3 separate regions of the Mus musculus genome follow, and all the other regions are linked to region 2. A link is a contact called in public HiChIP or PLAC-seq and promoter capture Hi-C data. All regions are on one chromosome and are shown on one strand. The core of a region is the stretch at or near the end of the contact, and the rest is flanking DNA. Distances in the headings are between cores, read along the strand shown. Region 1 overlaps BC055324 (cDNA sequence BC055324). Region 2 holds the start of F5 (coagulation factor V). Region 3 has its middle 20 kb from the start of Mettl18.

The links. Promoter capture Hi-C pulls out the DNA fragments that hold promoters and counts their contacts. HiChIP or PLAC-seq counts read pairs in DNA pulled down with a chosen protein or histone mark.
Region 1: a contact with region 2 is called in a promoter capture Hi-C map of the HPC-7 cell line, with 5 times the contacts expected there. The contact joins the enhancer-like site here to the promoter of F5 in region 2. A contact is called at or near these places in 4 of 39 promoter capture datasets (the HPC-7 cell line, HPC-7-derived erythroid cells, embryonic stem cells and 1 more), 1 of 15 datasets of contacts at CTCF or cohesin (CD8 T cells), 1 of 484 Hi-C or Micro-C datasets (the HPC-7 cell line), 6 of 115 datasets of contacts at active chromatin or transcription factors (CD8 T cells, the HPC-7 cell line, T-cell acute lymphoblastic leukemia and 3 more) and 4 of 9 other capture datasets (adipose tissue, embryonic stem cells, liver and 1 more).
Region 3: an H3K27ac HiChIP or PLAC-seq map of the HPC-7 cell line shows a contact between it and region 2, with 8 times the contacts expected there. The contact joins the enhancer-like site here to the promoter of F5 in region 2. A contact is called at or near these places in 8 of 39 promoter capture datasets (the 3T3-L1 cell line, 3T3-L1-derived adipocytes, embryonic stem cells and 3 more), 8 of 15 datasets of contacts at CTCF or cohesin (CD8 T cells, the G1E-ER4 cell line, embryonic stem cells and 4 more), 233 of 484 Hi-C or Micro-C datasets (the 3T3-L1 cell line, 3T3-L1-derived adipocytes, the 63-12 cell line and 117 more), 35 of 115 datasets of contacts at active chromatin or transcription factors (the 230-238 cell line, CD4 single positive thymocytes, CD8 T cells and 23 more) and 5 of 9 other capture datasets (adipose tissue, bone marrow-derived macrophages, embryonic stem cells and 2 more).

The regions. Positions count from the first base shown.
Region 1 is chr1:163,973,896-163,976,595 of GRCm38.p6, forward strand. The region is part of intron 10 of BC055324 (cDNA sequence BC055324); the gene reads right to left. Among named protein-coding and RNA genes, the nearest start is that of BC055324, 20 kb to the right of the region's middle. Within about 2 kb of position 1,391, at least 22 of the 459 cell types and tissues checked have an H3K27ac peak or open chromatin away from gene starts, as enhancers often do. A contact at or near this core is called in the HPC-7 cell line and bone marrow-derived macrophages, where this site is marked.
Region 2 is chr1:164,150,528-164,153,227 of GRCm38.p6, forward strand. It overlaps F5 (coagulation factor V), which reads left to right and starts at 1,308. Exons shown (of 25, transcript NM_007976.3): 1 at 1,308-1,593. The coding sequence starts at 1,436. Gm16548 (predicted gene 16548) reads right to left here and starts at 1,690. Exons shown (of 3, transcript NR_037987.1): 1 at 1,332-1,690.
Region 3 is chr1:164,013,319-164,016,018 of GRCm38.p6, forward strand. No RefSeq gene overlaps it. Among named protein-coding and RNA genes, the nearest start is that of Mettl18, 20 kb to the left of the region's middle. Within about 2 kb of position 1,448, at least 10 of the 459 cell types and tissues checked have an H3K27ac peak or open chromatin away from gene starts, as enhancers often do. A contact at or near this core is called in the Ba/F3 cell line, the HPC-7 cell line, the P5424 cell line and 1 more, where this site is marked.

The sequences.
Region 1 (2,700 bases), core at 141-2,640, 180 kb before region 2:
ACAGACAGACCAATTCACAAAATTCTTACAATATACTATTATAGTGGTTCTCTTTTATTACATACAAACCCTATTAAACTATGTATAATATATGTATATATAATAAAACAAAGTAGAGAAACCAGTACCACTTATCTTTCTGGTAAAAACTGTAGGTTTTTAAAATATATTCCTCATAAATTGTGGAGTCTACTACAACATAGCACATTTAAATGTTATAAAGAAAAAAATAATCAAGGAAAATTGTAAATGTTACTTTTGTTCACCTGAATGTTGTCTCCGAGGCTTACTACTGAAGCTCACCCCTTCTATCTTTTTCTGAGCTCTGGCTGGCTAATTCAACTCAGCTGTTCTGGCTCAAGGGCTTCTCAAAGTTGCCTGAGTCAACATGTCTTCTCTCGGCTTCTGATTGAATTGCTCTACTTGGCCTCAAACTAACTCTGCCATTTGTTCTAATCTTCTGGCTCCTTATTCTCTGGCTTCAATTACCTCTGCTGACCTGCACTGAACTTCGTGAAGTCCTGAAGTAATTCAACATCACATCACTGCACTGCACTGCACTGCACTGCACTGCCTCCCAAATGACTGACAAACTACTGCACTGTCTCTTGACTGACTGAGCAGACTGACTCTCTCTTCATGCATGCTCTATAGAAAATAAGCTTTTTCCTCAGAGTTGGGCAGGGAGAACTGGGCATGGAGAGTTGGGCATATACTATCTCTGACTCATTTTGTTAAATCTTTCTCTGATTCATCACTTTTCTCCTCAAATAGATGTCATTGTTTGAGATTAATGGTGTGTATGTACTAAAGAATTACAGCCAGAAAGATTAAAGATGTGTACTAAAGGCATGTTACATTCCAGCTGTCACACAGATCTAGATCGGAGCAGTCATGTTGCTGGATTAAAACTCCTCTACAGCAAATGAACAGGAAGTTCTCTAAAATCATCTGAAGACTGGACTGTAATAAGAAACGAAAGCATATCTAGAAAAGGATGTAGAACTGAGAGACTGTTTTGTACTGAAATAGGGAAAAATAGTAGCATGTGTTACATATACATATACATATATATATATATATATATATATATATATATATATATATATATACATACACACACACACACAGACACACACACACACAGACACACACACACACACACACACACAGACACACACACACACACACACACAGACACACACACAGACACACACACAGACACACACACACACACACACACAGACACACACACACAGACACACACACACACACACACACACACACACTTGTCCAATATGAAAAGCTGACTGGTATTCTTACTCCTTGAATGTTCTAGCATTCTAAAACCAGCTGAATGAAAATGAGGAAGTCATGTGGATCCAGCTCTTTGGTGACTTCATACAGACAAGTCTTCTAGGTTCCCATGAGGTAAGAAACTGAGTGCACCACATCAGGCGCTTTGTACAAGTAACCATAATCAAAACAAAACCCCTAAAGCAGATGCTGCTATTACCTCAATTTCTAGATGAGAAAACTAACAGCTGAAAAAAGTTCTTCACTTTACACAGAACTATGCTACGCTTTGGTTTGTACTGAACTACAATAGAACTTTATGGCCAACAAGATGGCTCAGTGGATAAAGGTACCTGCATCTGGGCCCAAGGACCTGCATTTGATACCCAACACCATATGGTGGAAGAAAGAGAAAACTCCTCTGCAAATTGCCCCTTGAACTCCATACACACTGACACACACATCATCATTGCATGTGCATGCCCCAAAACAAGCTCATAAAACTAATTTAACTATCACGAGGAAAGGATCTTCTACTATTCCATGCCCTTCTGTTAACTCTTCCTGAGTCTCAGCAATTTCTTTCCATCTATCATTGTCTGTCTGATTCTGTGTTTCTTCCTCAGAGATATTCTGAGTAAAAACTTAGAGGATAAAGTCTAAAATACCACATCTAAAACATGAGTTTCTCTCATTTCTGAAATAAACACCACAAATAAAAGAGTACCACTTCAGGCTGGAGAGGTGGCTCAGCGGGTAAGACTGCTCTTCCAGAGGTTGTGAGTTCAATTCCCAGCAACCACATGGTGGCTCACAACCATCTATAGAGATCTAATACCCTCTTCTGCTGTGTCTGAAGACAGCGGCAGTGCATTCATATAAATAATAAATAAATAAATCTTAAAAAAAAAAAAAAAGAGTACCACTTCATGGCATTAACATACAAAAGCTAAAAACAAAACAAACCCTTAAAGTTATAAAAACATGTAGGTACTATGTCAATTTTTTTAAAGACTCCATTCTCTCTTCTTATGAATCTACACTAATATGTGTCAGATTATTTTATATTATCTTTCATGTCCTTAATAGTCTGTCTTTGCAACTCCGCTGACTTGATTTTAATTTGCTATTCGTCCTGTCTATTGTGCTCTATCTGCTGCTAAAGCCTCTCCAAATTAACTTTATAATTCCAAGTTAATTTCTAGATCCATCAAAATAGAACTATGTTGACACAAAATGTATAGATACAATATACATATAATTATTTGTATATGTGTATGTGCATTACACTTATATAGAAATGCTTTGGTATTTATCACCATACCAATTATTTATCAGTCACTTTAAGGAACTAGTTAAAAAACAAGTAAAGGGCACACAAACTACAGCCTTCAAAAGTGTCCG
Region 2 (2,700 bases), core at 58-2,557:
TGAAAACCTAATGAAAGGTTAGCAAAAGGAGTATATAATCTGAGCAGATTAAGTTCATGAAACGGAAAAGTCAACTGGAACCCAGAATCAGAGACAATGGCAGAAATTCTGACTTTAAAGAGCAGGGAAGCAGAAAGGGAAGGAAATCCGTGTGAGCATTCTTCCTAGTGTAGTTATGTGTGCACACATCTGCTAATTAATTACTTTTCAGTACATGGTCTCACTGCGTAGCTTAGGCTGATCTCAGGCCTCAAACTCACATTCCCCTGCTTCTAGCCCTCGTGTGCTGGGATTACAGGCATGTGCCATCATGCCTGACTCAAGAAGGGGCATTATAAACTGACTGAAGAATATCAGTGATGTGATCAGCAAAGAAACAGAAGCAGGAGTTGGGGGGAGGGGAGAAGGAAGGGAAGGGGGAGGGGTGGGGCAGGGGGAGGGAGAGGGAGAGGCTGCTGCGGAACCTGGATGGTACCAGATCACAATTTACTGGATGTGCTGGAAGCAGAAAGTCTGAGCAGAGACAAAGTTCTGGAGAATTCAGGGCAGGCCATCCTGCTGATTCAGGCATAATTCTCAGCTTTGCCACCAACAGAAAAATAAAATCTAAAACACCATGCCAAGGATACAGGAGAACGAGCAAAGACAAGATCATAGACTGTAGCTACCTAGGCCCTGGGGACTGTCCAGTTTACAACAGTTTGTCCCCTCCCAATAATAAGATCAAGGAAAACTAGAATTGCCATTCTTATTTTACAGATGTCAAAAGTATTTCTAAAGACATAGTTGGCCCCAGACCACACAGCTACTGACTATCTCAAATGAGTTCTCTAAACCCTGGTCTCGGCTACACTTGAGCTGGTGACAAGCCCTTACCAAGCGGTCTGTCCTAAGAGATTCAGACTGCTAACCTGTTGGTGGACCTGTCCTGAGGCTGTTTTCTGGTTACTGTGCAGTGCCATTTTCCTGGGATCTGAGGATGGGTGTTGGGTCTTACTAAGGCTTGCAGAAATCAGCTGACAAGCCTAAACTTTGAACCCCTACCCCATCCCCCCACCTCCACCCGCGCAGGTTAAGTGGGATTGCTGCTCCCACCTACGTTGAAGTGGGGGAAATGCTGCTTTGTGATGGGGCGGAGACCCTTGGGCACTGCTCCAGAGCCATAACCTCCAGCAGGCTTGCCCTTCCTTTCCCTCTACATTCCTTGTCTGGCATTCTCTCTAGTAAATGCCTGTGGCCACAGGGGGGAGTGACCTCAACAAGCCCCTGCCTACACTAGGCATAGAGGGAGGTAGGGTTAGACAGCCACCACAGGGGACAGGGACACTCACTGTGCCCTGCAGCTTCTTAGTCCTCCAGGGAGACAGATCAGCGCGCAACAGGGACAGAGCACTGAGCACTGTCGGTGGTGGCAGCGCGCGGCAGGACAAGGGCCATGCTCCTAGTCTGCCCGTGCTTCTTCCTCCTGGTGGTTCTGGGAACCCGCTGGGCGGGCTGGGGCAGCCACCAGGCAGAGGCCGCGCAACTAAGGCAGTTCTATGTGGCAGCTCAGGGGATCCTCTGGAACTATCATCCTGAGCCCACAGATCCAAGGTAACTGGGGGTGAAATCCAGGTGGGCTTCTTCAAGGAAGAAAATCTATTATAGTTGCAAGGGGTGGGGGTGGGCTGGGAGGAGGAGGAAAAGGAAAAGGAAGAGGAGGAGGAGGAGAGAGAGAGAGAGAGAGAGAGAGAGAGAGAGAGAGAGAGACTAATGTTGTGTGGGTGTAATTTTGTCTCTATGGACATAATTTATCATTTTGAGGATGTGGAAATTTCAATGTGAATGGTTAGCTGTGGCTTTCTTTCCAGGTGCAATCCCTAATCTGTTTTCCCCCCACGTTTGTTAGTTTAGTGTATTGATGGGTTGAAAGGACACACCTCCACAGCCCTCTTAGCCCTTCCTGTGCATTCGGCTTAAGCCTTTTGACAGTCTGCTTAAAAAAAAGAAAAAGGACCTTCTAGTTATATAATATTTATTCCTGTTAAACACAAGTTCATCTTCTAAAGAAAAAGATGTCAAAGCTGTCACCATGTACTTCATTATAAGGAGATTTTGTTGCCTTCCTATAAACGATTTTCACTGTGGGTTCAGAGGGAAGGGAAGGCACACTTGTATTTTCACTTTTCCTAGACTTACCCCTGGCTACCTAATGTGGCTTCATTTTTTCCTCTCATTTTGAGTTACTTCCTGGAATATGACTTATCCTGGGTATTTTGGTCTGCCCTGATTATTACCCATGTTAGTGAGCACATAAGGTAGTCATTCAAAGGCATGTCTAACTAAGAGGAGGCTTAAATAATATCAAACCTAACTTTGAGTTGCAGAATATATTTTGCTAACCTGCCTGCAGTTACCCAAGTCATAGATTCTACGTAGCACTTGCGACCACGAGTGTTTTTATTTTAAATGCTAAGCCTCGCTTACTGGTTGACGCATTTTTTTCCCTTTTAGTTGACATCAAAGTTTAAGTGATTGTGAAAGATGTGTTCCTCTTTTACAATTGCAAAACCAAAGCAATCAGCCAAAGAAAATAATGTAATATCTTGAAAGCAATGTGTAATGTTTTAGTATAAATGAATAATCAGCCTTTGAGTTTGCTGTTGTTGGTTCTGGGTTGTTTGGGAAGGCATTGTATTCAGTCTTGGTATCATGCTAGTG
Region 3 (2,700 bases), core at 198-2,697, 140 kb before region 2:
TTTTGGTGACTATGAGCTAACCAACTCTTCTTATTTATACTGGTGCAATGTTTTGCTTGATTTCTTGGCAAACAACTGATAGGAAGAGGATACCCAAGAAGCCAGAAGAATGACGGAGTACAGTCAGATTGGACATAAAATGATGTTCCATGTGGGAAAATCTTCCTCTTGACGAAGGCTCGGTAAAAACCTGTTATCAATCATTAGGTAGCAAACTGCAGTGTACTTCTGAACTGCCAAAAGAGCCTGGGATTAATGAGTGTGTGGAAGAAATGGGTAAGAAGGCTGATAAATGAAAGGAGAGAGAGATGGTAGCAAATGCTGTAAGCTAGCCAAGCTACACAAATACCACTGGATTTGGCAAGGGAGAGATCAAGGGGAATGTTGAAGAATGGAAGCATAAAGGGATTATGTTCAAAAGAATCTGAGAGTGGGGAACCAAGAAGTAGGAAACACATGTAACTTACTAGAATGAGGTATTTTTCCTTGAAAATAAGTAGCATTTAATAAAATGTAAGAGAAAATAAAACATAGGATGTCACCTGCTGATGGACATTCCTGCAGAAAGGACAAGGTCAGAGGAAAATGGAGAGAGGTAAACGGCCAGAGCCATGGTTTGGAGCAGCAAAGAGTTGATTGTATCCAGAGCTTAAGTGGGAGAGCCAGCCTCAGAAGAGTAATTACAAAGTGCATGGTATGGGGCGGATAAGGAAGTCCCGTTTGGACCAGAAGGAGTATGGTTTTTTTTTTTTTTTTTGGACTTCTGCGGCTTTTATTTTTGCATGTAAACCACTGGGGGGAGTGGGGTCTTGATGGTGAGCACCCTAGTGATTACACTGGAGTTCCGAGGGCTCCAGACACTAGCTGGGAAGTCAGGTGGCAGAAACAATGATTCAGACCAATCACATGATTGCAAAGCTGGGTCTCCAGCAGGGATTCTGGTGGTCAGGTGTGGATGCCTAAGGAAGCAGTGATATGGGAGGGGCACGCACTGGGCTGGCCTTGAGCTGCCTGGATGACATCAGGGACAGAGGACCTAGCAGCTGGTGGCTCCAGGGATATGAGTATGTTTTGATGTATCTGTTTTCTCAGAGATACAGGAAACAGGGTCATCACTTAAGAATGAGGGCAGTGGAGAGGACCATGGGGACCTGAGGAGACAAAAGATGATAGGAAGCAGTATCCTTAACAAGTAGGCTGAGCAGCAGGCAGCATCAAGGGGAGTACTTGACACTTGTATGCTGGTTTTTGTTTGTTTGTTTGCTTGTTTGTTTGTTTTATCAAAATCATAAATATTCAATTTTGCCAACAAAAACTCTGGAGCCAGATGCTGGGGGAAAGCCTGCTAGCTCAGAGGGAGAGAAAGCATCCAGATGACCGACCTTCTTCTCCCTGACAGGCTGAAAAAACCCCTCAAACTGAATGACCCTCCCTTCTACTTCCTGTGTGTCTCTCTATCCCTTTTCCTGTCTTCCTCTCCCCCCACCCCCCACTTCCTCTATATTCACTCCCTGTTAACTGACTGCTTGTTCCACCTCTTGACCTATGGTTGACTTGATTTAATCCTGTTTGCAATAAACAGAAAACTCTTGGATTAAAGGCATGTGCTAGGTAGGACTGAGTCACACCACAACTAGAAACAGTTTTTTCCAATAAATAACACAATCTTGGGGTTCATGGTGTGATCCAATATCCTGCAACACTTGTAATTATGAATTTGAAAGGAGCCCAGTGAGCAAGGATCTGTTGGTCTGTTTTAGGTTTTTTTTTCTTTTTCTTTTTTCTTCTTCTTCTTCCAACTATAACTAGTTGGAAGAGAATATAACTAGAACTATAACTAGAGGAGGAGGAAGGTGGGACTTAAACAGGGCTGGTATTTAGCCAAGAGAGATTAATGACCAGAAGGTACAGTACCACTGGGCAGTACTTATCCCTGGTTACACAGATTTCTCAGGGCAAGGGGAAGAAGCTGAAACCATCACACCCTGAGTGTTGACACTTGGAATATTCACATTGTGTGCATTGTTCAAGGCAAAAAACAAAGGGGGGGGGGCACAAACCAAATCAATCAATCAAACCAACAAACAGCACTTCTAACAGAGTTTAAAATATGCTTTATCCATGATAGCCTTTCATAAGAGACCTTTCCCTAACCAAACGTCCACTCATTAATGCCGCCCATCACTCTGTTGTGTTCTGACTTGCATCACGACAAGAAGTCATTTGGCTCTTGCTCGAGGGATTTTTTTTTTTTTTTAATGACACTATTCAATGTTTTGGGTTTTCCTGTATGAGAGAACTGCTGCTTCCTTGGTTTTGATTGTTGATGAGAAGAAACATAACACCAGCTCTCTGTGGACTTCTGAATATTTCCAAGCACAGGTTAACCCTTCAGCATACTTACCAAACTGCTTGTATGCACAAAGTCAGGGCTGACAGAAATAATCAACACACTTTTTCCTGATACCGAAGACCTTCAGATCTTACTGGGTAAGGAGCAAATGCTTTATCTACATAGAGAACAAGAGAAACTCGCGTCTGGGGTTTCAGAGCAAAAGCGCTGAGCTGAACGCTTAGATCGGCTCCTCGGCTATCGGTCTTGAGGTGCCAACTGGAGGTAAAAGGAGGTGGCCTTGGAGGTACTTTTGCAAGGAAGGTGATTTGACAAGGCAAGGCTGAAAGGCTAAGAGGCCGGCATCA